Linked DNA regions of Mus musculus: regions 1, 2, 3 and 5 are each linked to region 4. The links are chromatin contacts, called in public Hi-C and HiChIP or PLAC-seq maps. All regions are on one chromosome and are shown on one strand. The core of a region is the stretch at or near the end of the contact, and the rest is flanking DNA. Distances in the headings are between cores, read along the strand shown.

What was found. A called contact is a pair of places that touch in the nucleus more often than the background predicts. HiChIP or PLAC-seq counts read pairs in DNA pulled down with a chosen protein or histone mark.
Region 1: a contact with region 4 is called in a Hi-C map of cortical glia, with 1.8 times the contacts expected there. The contact joins two enhancer-like sites. A contact is called at or near these places in 4 of 15 datasets of contacts at CTCF or cohesin (the NIH/3T3 cell line, large pre-B cells, pro-B cells and 1 more), 34 of 484 Hi-C or Micro-C datasets (the AML12 cell line, B cells, the C10 cell line and 22 more) and 6 of 115 datasets of contacts at active chromatin or transcription factors (astrocytes, embryonic basal ganglia, embryonic forebrain and 3 more).
Region 2: a Hi-C map of bone marrow-derived macrophages shows a contact between it and region 4, with 18 read pairs. The contact joins two enhancer-like sites. A contact is called at or near these places in 5 of 15 datasets of contacts at CTCF or cohesin (embryonic stem cells, large pre-B cells, pro-B cells and 1 more), 29 of 484 Hi-C or Micro-C datasets (the G1E-ER4 cell line, the HL-1 cell line, Th1 cells and 13 more), 14 of 115 datasets of contacts at active chromatin or transcription factors (the NIH/3T3 cell line, bone marrow-derived macrophages, a colorectal cancer cell line and 7 more) and 1 of 9 other capture datasets (embryonic stem cells).
Region 3: a contact with region 4 is called in an H3K27ac HiChIP or PLAC-seq map of large pre-B cells, with 5 times the contacts expected there. The contact joins two enhancer-like sites. A contact is called at or near these places in 3 of 484 Hi-C or Micro-C datasets (bone marrow-derived macrophages, embryonic stem cells and transition I germ cells) and 3 of 115 datasets of contacts at active chromatin or transcription factors (embryonic basal ganglia, embryonic stem cells and large pre-B cells).
Region 5: a contact with region 4 is called in a Hi-C map of bone marrow-derived macrophages, with 20 read pairs. The contact joins two enhancer-like sites. A contact is called at or near these places in 3 of 39 promoter capture datasets (the C10 cell line, hippocampal neurons and pre-B cells), 5 of 15 datasets of contacts at CTCF or cohesin (embryonic stem cells, large pre-B cells, pro-B cells and 1 more), 100 of 484 Hi-C or Micro-C datasets (the 63-12 cell line, the AML12 cell line, B cells and 59 more), 21 of 115 datasets of contacts at active chromatin or transcription factors (the 230-238 cell line, T-cell acute lymphoblastic leukemia, astrocytes and 13 more) and 2 of 9 other capture datasets (embryonic stem cells and liver).

What each region holds. Positions count from the first base shown.
Region 1 is chr9:60,897,919-60,900,618 of GRCm38.p6, forward strand. No RefSeq gene overlaps it. Among named protein-coding and RNA genes, the nearest start is that of Gm33643, 31 kb to the left of the region's middle. Within about 2 kb of position 1,378, at least 37 of the 459 cell types and tissues checked have an H3K27ac peak or open chromatin away from gene starts, as enhancers often do. A contact at or near this core is called in cortical glia, where this site is marked.
Region 2 is chr9:61,021,121-61,023,820 of GRCm38.p6, forward strand. The region is part of intron 1 of Gm51680 (a long non-coding RNA gene); the gene reads right to left. Among named protein-coding and RNA genes, the nearest start is that of Gm5122, 5.4 kb to the left of the region's middle. Within about 2 kb of position 1,396, at least 83 of the 459 cell types and tissues checked have an H3K27ac peak or open chromatin away from gene starts, as enhancers often do. A contact at or near this core is called in bone marrow-derived macrophages, where this site is marked.
Region 3 is chr9:61,073,918-61,076,617 of GRCm38.p6, forward strand. No RefSeq gene overlaps it. Among named protein-coding and RNA genes, the nearest start is that of Gm34004, 6.6 kb to the right of the region's middle. Within about 2 kb of position 1,409, at least 7 of the 459 cell types and tissues checked have an H3K27ac peak or open chromatin away from gene starts, as enhancers often do.
Region 4 is chr9:61,679,773-61,682,472 of GRCm38.p6, forward strand. No RefSeq gene overlaps it. Among named protein-coding and RNA genes, the nearest start is that of Gm34770, 20 kb to the left of the region's middle. Within about 2 kb of position 1,354, at least 110 of the 459 cell types and tissues checked have an H3K27ac peak or open chromatin away from gene starts, as enhancers often do. A contact at or near this core is called in the 230-238 cell line, T-cell acute lymphoblastic leukemia, bone marrow-derived macrophages and 2 more, where this site is marked.
Region 5 is chr9:61,045,246-61,047,945 of GRCm38.p6, forward strand. All of the region lies in intron 1 of Gm33699 (a long non-coding RNA gene), which reads left to right. Among named protein-coding and RNA genes, the nearest start is that of Gm46116, 10 kb to the right of the region's middle. Within about 2 kb of position 1,451, at least 20 of the 459 cell types and tissues checked have an H3K27ac peak or open chromatin away from gene starts, as enhancers often do. A contact at or near this core is called in the 230-238 cell line, T-cell acute lymphoblastic leukemia, bone marrow-derived macrophages and 1 more, where this site is marked.

The DNA of each region.
Region 1 (2,700 bases), core at 128-2,627, 780 kb before region 4:
CCCCCAGGTTGCCCTACTGTACCCGCCCCCAGACCCAGTTGATTCCAACCCTTTCCCTCTTACTTGGTTCTCTGCCATTCTTTATTCAGGCTACAGAGTCTCCTGACTGGTCTCTCCCTCTCCCTCTCCCTCTCCCTCTCCCTCTCCCCCCCCCTCCCCTGCTCCATCCTTCATTCTATAACCAGCATAGACTTTTACATAGGTATGGGACTGAGGTATCACTCGGCGATAAAGAGGGACGAACTACTGATTCACGCTAAGTGAGAGAAGCTGCAGGCGCAAAAGCAGGGGTTGCATGGTTCCATTCATCTGAATTGTCTTGAAATGGCAGCTACGACGAGATAGACAGCAGATTGGTAACTGCCTCGGGCTGGGGTTAGGAGTGGTGATTGAGTATAAATGCACACAGGGGAGTAATTGGGGTGACAGAAATATTCTAAAACTGGATTATAGCGATCATTGCACAATTCTGCAGATTTATTAAAAATTACTGAATTGTACTTAGAAAATAATCTGACACATCTCCATGGGCAGAGTGTTCCAGGGTATTCTCCAAGGTTCCAGCATATTCTACTGTTTGGTGCATGAGGTCATCCTGGTAGATTTATGGATGAGATTACTGTGCTAATTCTTGGCTGGAGGGAAGAATTTTTCAACCAGAGCTACTAAGTATATTTACTGTGAACAAGATCTGACCATGTTACCATGCTCAGTAGCTTTCCTGAGCCGTATGCCTGGAGGACAGCACCTAGGGTCTTACTGTAGCTAGCACTCAGCCCGTCCTCAGCCTGCCTCAGTTGCTCTCTCTTTCCAGCTGCAGTCTAAGCACACCGAGTTACATGTGGTGTTCACAACCTGCCAAGAACATGCCACACCCCCACTTACCCTTTAGCTCCACCTCATGTCCTAGCTGGACTTCTATCCTGTTCTAGAGTGGGAGCTCTTAAGGGAGAGACCATTTTGCCCATCTGCATTCCTAGGCTCACAACAGTGCTGAGTCACATTCATTCATTCATTCATTCATTCATTCATTCTACAATCATTTGTTTAGACTAAGGATTCTTGAGTGTCATCGGTACTGACATGCTGGGCTAAGTCAGTTTTTCCTGTGGGGATCTTCACTTAGCACAGTGGGAAGTAATGCAGCACACCCAGTTTCTATCTGCTGGACACCAACAGTCCCCCCTACACATCTGTTGTAGCCCAAAGTGGTCTCCAGGCATTGCCCAAAGGCTTTTGGCAAGGCACGGATTAGGGAGGGAGGGAGATCGGGTGTAACATTGTCCCATGTTGACAATAGCCGGTGTCAGGCCCTTTCTGTACTGAGTTCTGTGCTGATCTTCATTCAGTTGTTCAGAAAAAACAGCTGGGACTGAGAACAGAGCCCTGAAGAGGTTCCTTGTTACGGAGAGCTTGTCAGCTTAGGAGCCAAGGCCTTGCTGGCTGCTGCTGTTTCTGGCTGGTGACCTTGTTCAGCCAGGAAGCCTGTTAGGCCCCTTAATCTAGTGTTGATTTCTTCTTGACTCTGCCTGTCTTCACCTTTTGTGTTCTCAGCCAATTCACCTGAGGAAGAAGACAGAGGTCAGACAGATGCTCGGCTCTCTCTGCCTCAGCACTGGCACGCTCTTCCCTCATTCTTGGCTGTGTTGGAACACATCCTAACAAAGCCCTTTCTATTGTCCTCGGGAATTTACAAGCCACAGCACATTCTGGGATTTGGCCACTCCATCACTCACCTTACAGGCTGAGGGTGGGGAACTTGGTTCTCTATCTCTTTTGGCTGGATCTCTTGCCCTCTGTCCTTTAAAAACAAAACAAAAACCTTGACTCCCCTGAAGCATCATGGGAAAACACAGGATCTCTGCAATTGCTTCTGTAAAATGACTTATTTCTGTCTTCTCATAATTGGAAGACATCCCCCATCCTTCTGGAACTATCTTCCTTTTCTAGAGTTCCCAGCTCTGCTTCTCCTGAGCCTCTTTCTTGAGTCTATAAATAGCAGTAATGTTAGCATTAAATATTTGCATACTAGTGAGGCAGATTCAAACACAGTCTGTCTGGCTCCCCAGCCTGGGGGAATTACATGGCTATTTGTTATGAGGATTTCCTTGTGGGGGTTGGGAGGACTAGGCAACACATCCTATGTACATCCCCTCTTCAAAAGGCCCTAATAACAAATAGGTATGACTCAGCCCAAGTTCACTCTGAGAAACCAACAAGTTTATTAGGATTACTAACAGATCAGTAAATAAAGGGTTATGGGCAGCACGAGTGGCCTTAAAGCTGCCACACTGGAAAGTCTGCACCCAGCAGGCATGGTAACTCCTACACGGAGATGCAGATTGAGCCTGTCCCTAGTCCCTCCCAGCCTGTAGACTTCTTGCCTTTTCCTGAGGTCATGTGCAATCAGGACAGAATTGTGCATAACTGGTTAGAGAAAGGGCTGTGTCCTCTCTGCCCCTCCTCCTACAAGGGATGGCCAACCATTGGCAAGCCCAGATGTGATACAAGCCCAGATGTGATGCACGCTTTTGCAAGTGGACACAGCTTTACTCCTGAAAGTGAGTTTGGTTCGGAAGATATTCCTGTCCACTGGTCTGCCCTGTGTCTCTGGGTTTCTAGAATCTACTTTCATGACTCTCACACTGTCTTTGTTTGAGTCTCACCAGACATAGATGCCAAGAAAAGAATGTGGGCACG
Region 2 (2,700 bases), core at 146-2,645, 660 kb before region 4:
CAAGTTAAAACTACTTTAGGAGTACTTGCTGTTCTGGTAGAGGACCTGGGCTCAGTTCCCAGCACCCAGACGGCAGTTCACAATGGAGTACAGCTCCAGTTTCAGGGGATCCAACGCCCTCTTCTGGCCTCCACGGGCACTGCACCCATGTGGTACATATACATCCATGCAGGCAAAATACTCATACAAACAAACAAACAAACAAAAAAAAATCTTGAAAGAAAAAAGCCCTTCTTTGAGACACCTGCTCACATCAGTCAGAAGGGATACCATTAAGAAATCTGACCCCAAAGGTTGGAGAGGAAGGGAAGGGTCCTTCATTACTCTTGGCAGGAGTGCAAGTCAGCACAACCATTGTGCAAACCAGTTTGGAGTTTTCTCAAAAAACAAAAAAAAACCCCAGACATTAAAAATAAAACAATCATGTGTCCTGGCTCTAGCATTCCTAGACTCCAAAGCACTCCATATCCTACCACAGAGACATTTGCACACTCGTGTGCATGCCTATGTGCATACCATTGCTATGTTCACAATAACAGGGAAACGTGACCAGCCTATGCGTCCATCAACCGATGAGTGGATAATGGGGATCTGGCACATATACATGATGAAATAGTATGCAGTGGTGAAGAAAAATGATGTCACAGAATTTTCAGGAAAATGGATGGATCTGGGAAGTATAACGCTAAACAATGCTAAACCCAAACTTAGACAGAAAACACATTTTCCTTCATATGTGAACATATGCACAGGCATTCGCATGGGTAAAATCTAAAAGTCTAGAGAGACGGCCAAGAGAAGTAATATTAGGTAATGAGAAAGGACGGGGGTCAGGACACTTGGCGCTTGAAAGGGGAAAGAGATCAGAGGCAGCCACAAGGGAGGAAGAGGAACTGCTAGTGTGGTTGGGAGGGGAAGGGACTCACACTTTGTTAGAAGATATCCTACTGGCTTCTAACACATTATGCGCTAATTTAAAAACAGAATCATGTGTAGCCACATGCTGGCTGCCCAGGGAGAGAGCTCCATTCTGCTGGGGCCCTTTACCCAAGAGCTTTTTCCTTCTTCACCCAATGTATCTTTCTAGGTAGAAGATACACACTCCTCAGCAGGGTTGCTTTTGAAAGCCCAAGCCTGGGATGGGGGTGTGTAGGGGGTGGGGGGGTGGGGGGAGACTGTGGAGCTTTGCCCCTGCAGCTCCGATACAGCCCCAGCCCCACCTTTCCCTGCATTGTAGCCAGGTTTTTTTTTTTTTCCATTTGAAGAACGACTTCTCACCCACAGTTGCATCAATCTGTCCACAGACAAAGTGAATCATGTCGCAAGCTCTGGTTCTGGCCTGTGCCCTATGCTCTGGTGATGGGCTGGCTGGGCCAGGCCTCTAGTAGGGGAACTGTTTTGACTTGGACCTAGCAGAGGGAAGCAAAGGCCAGGAGAGGGATGCCAGGGGTTGGGGAGTAGTTATGAGATCCTGTTGAAGTCACCAGACAGAGGCCAGTGACCTGTGTTGGGATTACCCCAGTGAACTTTCTGGCTTGCTCATCCTACAGCCCTACAGCTAGCACAGCAGAAAAAAAAAAAAAAAAAAAAAAAAAGGAGCAAACCACTGGATTTACTTTGCTGTGCTGAGGGGATGGGCAGGCTTGGCCGCGTTGCTTCTCTTTTCTCTATTTGGGACTCTGAGTTTCAGTTCTCCTTTAGATGACACACAGTGGCCGTGGCCTGAGGGCTCCCAATCACAAGGGTAGTTTCTTCTCACTTTCTGCTTCAGAAACACAGCCTAGGTTTGGAGCCACACACACACAGGGGAAAGTCTGTCTGCGGGTGTCTGATGGCCCTTCCTGAAGGCAGAACCAAGTGTCCTTCTGCTCCAGAGACAGGAAGGTGAATCTGTCCATGTGTGTCTGTGTATGTGTGCAGGCACAGGCACTGCTAGTGTGGTGTGTACACGTGTGTGGAGAGATATGTCTCTGCTCTCAGGGAACTGGGACCCCATCTCTGTTGGGTCATTCACGGGTACCATCTCAGCATGACATCCACCATAAATCGGCACTGGGACCCAGGGTTGCATGGATAGCCATAGACTGGGCATCTAGGCAATGTCTCTAAGGCCGGCAAGGGTGGAATCTGAGTGGGAAGAGGGATGGGGTGGAGGGAGCAGCAGGTGCCAGAGGGTGCAGAGAACCATGTGGGGAATGACGAATTCAATGTAACTGTAACACGGTCAGGGGCTTGGGTCCGAAGACACTTAGGATGGTAAAGCAAAAGTACTTGATGGTGAAAATAACTGCAATGAATTGGTGCTTGGTCAAGGACTCGGGTTCAGTTCCAACACTGTGGTGGTTTGAATAGGAATGGCCTCTATGGACTCATGTGTTTGAGTGCTTGGTCATAGGGAGTGTCACTATCAGGAAGCGTGGCCTTGTTGGGGTAGGTGTGAGCTTTTGTAGAAAGTATGTTCCTGTGGAGATGAGCTTTGAGGGCTTATATGCTCACACTATGCTGTGTGGCACATAGTCTCTCCTTGCTGCCTGCAGCACCGTGTCTGCCTGCACACTGCCATGCTTCCCACCATGACGATAATGGACTAAACCTCTGAAACTCTAAGCCAGCCCCAATTCCGGAGTCTTCCTTTACAAGACTTGCTGTGGCCATGGTGTCTCTTCACAGCAATGAAACACTAAGACAAGCACCCACCAT
Region 3 (2,700 bases), core at 159-2,658, 610 kb before region 4:
AAGCACCTGTTGTGCCAGCTGGAGGACCTGAGTTCCAATCTCCAGCACCCACATAAAGCTGGTTGTGCTGATATGTAATTACCAGCACTGGAAAGGTGGAGGCAGGAGGATTCCTGGGACTTGCTGCTCAGCCAGTTTAGCTGAACAAGAGCTTCAGATTCAGAAAGAGCCTGCCTCAAAACATAAGATGCAACGTGAGTGAGGAGGACATGTGGGCTGACCACTGCTGTGCACACTGGTGTACACACACACACACACACACACACACACACACACACACACACACTGTCCTCTGCCCTTCACAGGCATGTGTTCTCATTTGCCTTCCATTGCTCTGATAAAACATTGACTCAAAGCAACCTGGGGAGGAAAGAGTTTGCTTGGCTCACGTGTCTCCATAACTGTCCATTCACACCGTCAAGGCAAGAACGGTGGAATGATGCTTACAGGCTTGCTCTTCCTCTGTCGCTCCCTCCTCAGCTTGCTCTTCTTATACTACTCAGGACGACCTATGCAGGGGTGGCACCACCCACCGGGAGCCCAGCCCTCACGCATCAATCATTAAGAAAATGCCTCACATTGCTTCTAGGCCATCCTTAGAGAGGCATTTTCTCCGTTGAGGTGCCCTCTTTCCCTGATGACGGTAGCTTGTGTCAACCCAAACAAACAAACAAACAAAAAACCAAACCAACCAACCAAACAACAACAAACAACCAGCACAACATGCAAGCCTGAGTGCCAACATCAGCTCGGAAACCTCATTACTATCTAAAGGCCTAGGGAAGGGGAGGAAATGACTTACACAAGAAACTGCAGGGATATGAGTGGGACTGAGGCCCAGGGCCTCTGACTGGGGAGGAATCAACTCTCCATTCTTCTAGACTATGCTAGAACCATGGGAACAGCCAGAAAGATGAACTCTGTGAGCTCAGTGTTATTACTGCATCTGTCTGTCTGTCTGTCTGTCTGTCTGTCTGTCTGTCGTGTGTGTGTGTGTGTGTGTTGAGGATATATGTGTGTTGCTTTTGCCTCTTTGGGCATTATTTTGTTTTGTTTGTCTTGTTATTCTGTCTCTGCAGCAGATGGCAGGCCTGGGGTTTAATAAGGAAGGGCACGTTATTGTGATTTTACAACATTTCTCTGCTTGTCTGTTTTTGGCAGGAATGAGATGTCACTAAATGTTCATCCAAGCCATTTCTGGTTCTTCCTGGGAACAGCTCTTGCTTCTGGATAGGGCAGGTGAGGTCTGACCGCTGGCAAGGAGTGGCAGAAAGGAGGGCGATGAAGCAGAAACTGCAGGAAGCCTCGGGACTGGGGGGAATGGGTTGAGGTTTGCATTTCTGGTCTGCCAGTCCCCCATAAAGCTCACAAGTAGGGGCTGCTAGCAAAGCCCTGTGCAGGGCCACAGTGACAGTCTAGAGCAGCAGAGGCCAGGACTGCAGGTGTCCTCCCAGGGAGCTAAAGGGACCCTGAGGCAAGGCCCTCACGTCCTGTCTCTGGAGACCCACAGCCTTTGTAGCAAAACAAAGTAGATACCAAGATGGAGCATGCTCCCGGTTTTATATAAACTACACCCCTCCCTTCATCTCCTCTTGGTATATTCTATGTTCTAGACTTTTCTTAGGCTAAGAACAAATCCCTGGCAGTATTTAAGAAAGTGAGTTCTGGAGGCAGACTGCTTGTATTTTCATGTACAACTCTACCAGATGCTGGCCCTACCACTGGAGAAAGTTCCAAAGCCTTTCCTTGCCTCAGTTTACCCAGCTGTGAACTTGGAATAACAATGACAGGCACCCAATAGGATTGTCTCCAACAAGTTAACTCAGTAAGTAAAAAGGGTGTTTGGGGGCCTTGTGTCTCCCCACACTTCACGCCCCACACTCCTCCATTCCTACCCACACCAGCTTCAGAGAACACTGAATCACACCCCAGCCACTGCCTAAAGAACCAACTTCCAGATCAGTTTATTACCAAAACACAGGATAAATGTTTTCCTACGCTCCATAAATGGCTCCCCAGCTCTGCAAAAATGAAATATTCCTTTCATTATGGAATGAAGAAGCCGTTTATCTAGTGTCTTAAGTGGCATGAATAGGGTGTGCAGCCCTCAACAGAGGGATAATGACGCTGCTGATTTTCGCCAGCTTGGGACAGGCTGACACACTGTGTACACGGGGAAGGAATGGAGGCTTCTAGAAGGGGAAGCGAGAATCTTTCTCTCCCGCCAGGAACAAGGTGCAAAGTGTCTGGGCCCAGGCTGCTCCTGCCAGGAAAAGTATTGGGATTCCACCTGGCATCTCTAGGTGCCAGCACTGAGCTGAAGCCGGGGGGAACCCCATCTGGGGAGAGAACAGAGAGACCCAACAGATCCTAGGATGCCACCTGCCATACCCATGGTCACCATTGTCACACACACCCTGCCACCCCCAAAATCCACATGCTGATTTAGAACTCTGGAAGCACAGGTGTTGAAAAGTATTTTGCTTCAAACAAACAAACAAACAAACAAACAAACAAATGTATGGTGAGTTTTCAAGAGAGGGAAGGGATTCAGACAGTCTTGTCAATGGTCTCTCAGATCCTGATGTCTCCCACTGAGCTCTTTCTACCAATGTACTACTCCCATTTAACCACTGTACTTAAAAAGGCAGGGCTCCCAGGCTAACAGGAGGTGCTCAGCTCCAAAAAGGGGAGCCTGAT
Region 4 (2,700 bases), core at 104-2,603:
AGAGAGAGAGAGAGAGAGAGAGAGAGAGAGAGAGAGAGCAAGAAAACCACATCCAGTCTGGACTGAAAAAGCAACGGTGAAGGGTGACTACCCCACCCAGTAAATCAAGATGTGGGATTCAAACCACTTCCGCCCTCAGCTTCAGGTCAAGAGCGTCACGTATCTGCATAAGACCTCACAGGGGCGGAGTTGCTGCTGCCAGGATGGGAGTGCAAAACCCCACTCAGGTGACAGGTCACACACCCATGGACACAGCCAAGTAGAGGAGAGGCCAGAATGAAATGACAGATCTGTTCACCTCACGAGACAGGACCACTGGACTCCATTCTCCAAGATCCCAAGGACACAGAGGTGTATAGGCCACAGTCCTTGAACCAAACCAAGATGGCTCTGGCACCAATTCCTGCTGAGCTTCTGCAATGTTCTATACCCATCTCCTAGGCCTGAGATTCTCTCTATGTAGGGACCCCTCATGGACTCAGACACTGAACCCACAGGGTATATTAAGAGGCTCAGACCCGGGCTGAGGCAGTGACTCAGCTAGTGAATGGAGTTTACCCTGACATGGCCTGATGACCAAACGCCCACCCCTGGAACTCATGTAAAGGTAGCAGGAGAAAACCAACTCCACAACATTGTCTCTGCCTACACACACACACACACACACACACACACACACACACACACTACAGAATGTGCGTCCACATACACTAACTTCAATGATAACATAATAGAGGTGACTTTTGAAGGGGTCCAGCCCTTCACTTCAGAGGGCATACTGGTTGACGGCCAGTAGCCCTCTTTGTGCAGAAGGCTCTCTCTACCGCTGGCAGGCATTCCCCATTATCCCAGATGCAAGGAGCCTTAGAGACCACAGTTCTTAGTTTTAGGTGCTGAAGCTACTAAGCTCCTTTCCATCGGATTCCCCATCCCCTTGGGGAGCTTATGATGTTGCTCCAGTGAACTGGCCCACGCCTGCCTGCTGTGCAAGGATCCCAGGTTGTCAGTCTCTCGTCTGCAGACAACTGCAGCCCCTGCGGCGTTACCCAGTCTCAGCTGTGTCTGTAATGTCTATGCAGGCTTATAGACTGGGTCAATTCTTTCTCTCCTTCTGATCTCATCTCTAAAGTGGGGAGGCTAGACAGAGGAAGAGCTTACTCCTTTTCCACATTTGGCTTTGTGTCTGTCCCCAGGGACACCCCGGAGCAAGGACTCAGCCAGTAAGGGCAACAACGCCACAGCAGTCGTGAATGGAAGAGAAGCCCTATGTTTCCACGTTCTGGGTCCAGTGTGCATTCTGTGCCCTAGAGACAGAGACAGGGAGGCAACCCCACAGCCTGAGATGAGGAAGTACGCTCTCCACATCTGAGCTACTTCTAGGGTGAGGGAGGGGCCTCAACTTGATGGTTTCTAGGGAGAGAGAGTTTGTGGCAGGAAGCAGGCCAGAAAAAAAAAAAAAAACCTAAAAACAAAAACAAAACCAGAATCAGCCGGGGAACATCAGCTTGCCACACAGCCTCCCAGGACCTTGGTGGAGAGTCACTGGTACAATGCATCCCCAGAAGTCTTGGAAGGAGACGGGGGTGGGGGTGGGGTGGGGGTGGGGGTGGGGGTGGGGGGGGGCGGGGGGGGCGGGGGGGGAGGAGAGTAGGTTGGGGTTGGGCACTTTCAGGAAAGCTACTGACATGGCTGGGGACAAATAGCATTGTGCAACTTCAGATAAGGTGTGAAGCAGGTGAGACCACATTCAGCTCACACTCAGCGAGAAGGGCTCCTCTTCCTCAGGAACTGGAGCACAGATGTCTACCGTGGTAGCCAGATCTGAGTTGAGGCTCCTCCACCTGTAAACTGGAGGCCTTGGTATTTTGTGGATGTTTCAAGCCCAGGCCTTCGTTTCCTGAGAATAACAACAACTCCTCTTTCAGCATAGGGCCACAAGGTTTAAAAGGTTTGAGTGCTTGGCATATATTAGGGCTCAGCCAACGGCTGCAGAGATGAAGGCTGGAGACTCGGGGAATGCCCAGAAACTCTTTTGATTATTTTGCTGTCTCAAGGGGTCCAGATCTGCAACTGACTCAGAAATATGCCCCACCTCTCCACCCCATCCCCAATTCTTCCTCTAACCCCCACTCCTCCCTGTCCCCCACCCCACCCCATCTCTCTTCTCTGTCTCTCTGTCTCTGTCTCTGTCTGTCTCTGTCTGTCTCTGTCTCTCTCTGTCTCTCTGTCTCTCTGTCTCTCTGTCTCTCTGTCTCTCTCTCTCTGTGTGTGTGTGTGTGTGTGTGTGTGTGTGTGTGTGTGTGTGTATGTGTAAAAGAGAAACAACTGTCCTTCCTGGTCTTCCCCAGACATAAGAAAACAATAGGTACACCCCTCACACACACACACACACACACACACACACACACAAAATACAGCAAGCTGGAGGAAAGCAAGCAGCACACAGCCAGCCTCCTCTGCTCCAGCAGCAGCAGCAGAGCCAGGATCACCTGCAGGTACCACAGTAGCAATGCCCAGAGTTTCTGGTGCCTCCTAGAGCTCCTCTTGGGATGACTGATGCCATATTAGGAACTCAGAGTGGCCTAAGAAGGAGCACTGAGGAGTGTGTGCTGCTGGCCCTTGAAAGGTTGGCCTCCCAGAGTTCTGCTGAGTGCTGGAGATGGAAATGAACGACAGAGTCCTGGTTGGGGGGGAGACCCA
Region 5 (2,700 bases), core at 201-2,700, 630 kb before region 4:
ATCCGTCTCTGGTGGTTGTGCCCCCTGAAGCTTCTCACTTGGGTTGAGTTCAAAATTCATTTTCCCAGCCGTGTATCGTTCTTACAACTCGGAGACACCTCAGGGATCTGTGAATGAGCTGGGTGGATGAGCAGGGCTGTGTTCCAATAAAGCTTTATTTACAAAAACAGCAGTAAACCAGCTGTGGCCTGCAGGTTGTAGTTTGTCAAAGGCTAGCACCGTTTCAAGTCCAAGCACCCCAACGTATTGCTCAAGGGACCTTTCTAGAATGGCCTCTCTGGCCACTCATCAGGCTGAGACAGCTCCCTTAAATGTCCCTCATCATGGTGCACAGTGTTCAGGGTTGCCCATGTATTTCTTTTTCATCCTTCTCCCTGTGTGGAACACTGCCTTGCCCCCTCCTCAACCCCCGTCTTCCTGAATCTACCCCCAGAGAGCCCACCTGGCTGCTCTGTAGAACACAGGCCTCATATCAAGGTCTCTCGCCTCAGCTTTGGAAGAGCCTGCCCTCCAAAGCCACGCTCCAGTCAGTTGTTCCCACGATGAAGTGCCTTTTGGGACTCTGTGGTCCCTGGTGCCATACAGGGCAGCCCTTAAAGGGACCTGTGGGTTAGATGGGCACTCACTCTCAGTTCTCAGCCCTTCTTTTCTACATCCAACTCACAGAAAGCGGCACCTCCACACCACCTGGCACCCATCATACTCACTGCTGTGAGAACCCAAGCGTGTCTCTCTGGCATTATCCTTTTAAACACCACCCCTTCCCATCCCATTTATTCTCCTTGAGCCCTTCCCCCAAGTTGGTCATTTTAGACACAGACGACCACAGAGCCCTAACTTTTAGCCTCTCTGGTACATTTTTATGTTTAGTTTTTGCTTTCTTTAAAAAAAAAAGAATTATTTATTTATTTATTTTATGTATATAAGTACACGGTAGCTGTCTTCAGACACACCAGAAGAGGGCATCTGATCACTTCACGGATGTTTGTGAGCCACCGTGTGGTTGCTGGGAATTGAACTCAGGACCTCTGGAAGAACAGTCAGTGTTCCTAACCACTGAGCCATCTCCCCAGGCCCTAGCTTTTGCCTTCTTGATGCACTTGATGTGATTTCTTCAAAGTTGCCTTCTAACTCATTAATTTCTTCTTTATCCATGTTCACTGCGTATATTTTTCATTTCCAGAAACCTTGATCTTAACCAAGCTTCTGGCTATAACTTTTGATAGTGTCTTATACTTTTGCTATTTTTTTCTATTCCACCTTTGTTTCTATTCATTTAATTCATATGTGTTATATATTTGGGCCGCATCATTGTTATATGCAAAGATTTGAGGATCTCAATCAGTGGCTTTCAACTGGTGGCATTTTTCCCCCTTCTAGGGGACATTTCGAGATACCTTACTTGTAGATAGCACTTGTAGTTGCTTCTACAAACCACGAGGGGGCGCCACCAACCTGGATGGCTTGCCTTGTCCCGGGTCTAGTGTGAATTCAAACCCTAGGCTCACAGAATTGTGGTAGGAAATTTTGTCCCTTAGCACTTGCTGCTCTGGAACCGAGGTGCAGGTGCAGGATTAGACTTTTCATGCTCACTGCCCTTGCCCTTCCCTTGATGCCTAATCAGTGGTGCGTGTGGGTGTGTGACTAGGGTGCAGTACTCTGTCCTGTGACATTTCTTTAAAGTGGGCTGAAACTGGAAACACACATGCCAGCAACAGCAGAAGCAGGCTTCTAAAAACAACAACAACAGCAACAAAACATTGTCTGTGGCAGTGGGGTTGGGAGCGGGGTGGGAGGTGGGTAATGCACTAGCCATGGCGAGTGTTTGCAGGTCAGAGGACAACTTTTAAGAGTTGGTCCTCTCCACCGTGTACATCCTGGGGATTGAACCCAGGTCATCAGACTTGGCAGCAAGTGCCTTCACCCATTAAGCCATCCTGCCAGCCCCTAGGCTTCATGCTCCATGGGAAACTGATGCTTGTAAGACTCAGCCCCTGACACTGGGAACTTAAGGAAGGCGCAGCACACTGGATGCTCACCTGCTGCAGGGCAGAATGAATTAGAGAGGCACGCTGTCAGCTGACAGGGTTTTGCAGGGTCAGGCTTTCCAAGGGATCGTGCCTTCCCCACCATTTCTGAGTCTAGAGCTCTGCGAGTCAAAAAGTTGACCTTGTCACTTTCTCTTGAACACACTTAGCGGCAGTGGCTCGCTCCGGCTGACCTGTGGTTATTCATAGCCTTTGATTCAGAAGGAGTATTGAGCGCGTGGCTGCAGAAATACTAAGTGTGTGATCACATGGGCTGTCTCCACCGCCTTGCTGGAGGTGTTCTGTAACATACAGACTGGTCACAGCAACACCTATCAAAATCCCCACCTCCGATCTGCAGAAGACACCTGGTCCCTGAGTTCTGAACAAGGCTCGTGTGACTGTAGCTGAGGATGACGACCACCTGCCACCACTACCCATGAGAACACAGGCGAGCACCCACAGCTGACAGCCAGGGGTGTTTTCTGTGCACTTAAGGGCCAGTTATGGGATGGTCAGCGTCCAGTGATCACTGTGAGATCAGAGTGCAGGGGAAAGAGTGAGGCAGGTTTCTGTGGGCTCTTTTGTCCTTCCTGCAGGACTGCTTGTCAGCCTGGTGCTAAGAAGCCCTTGTACAACGGTTTCTTAACATACACTGAACCAGCCGCAGAGA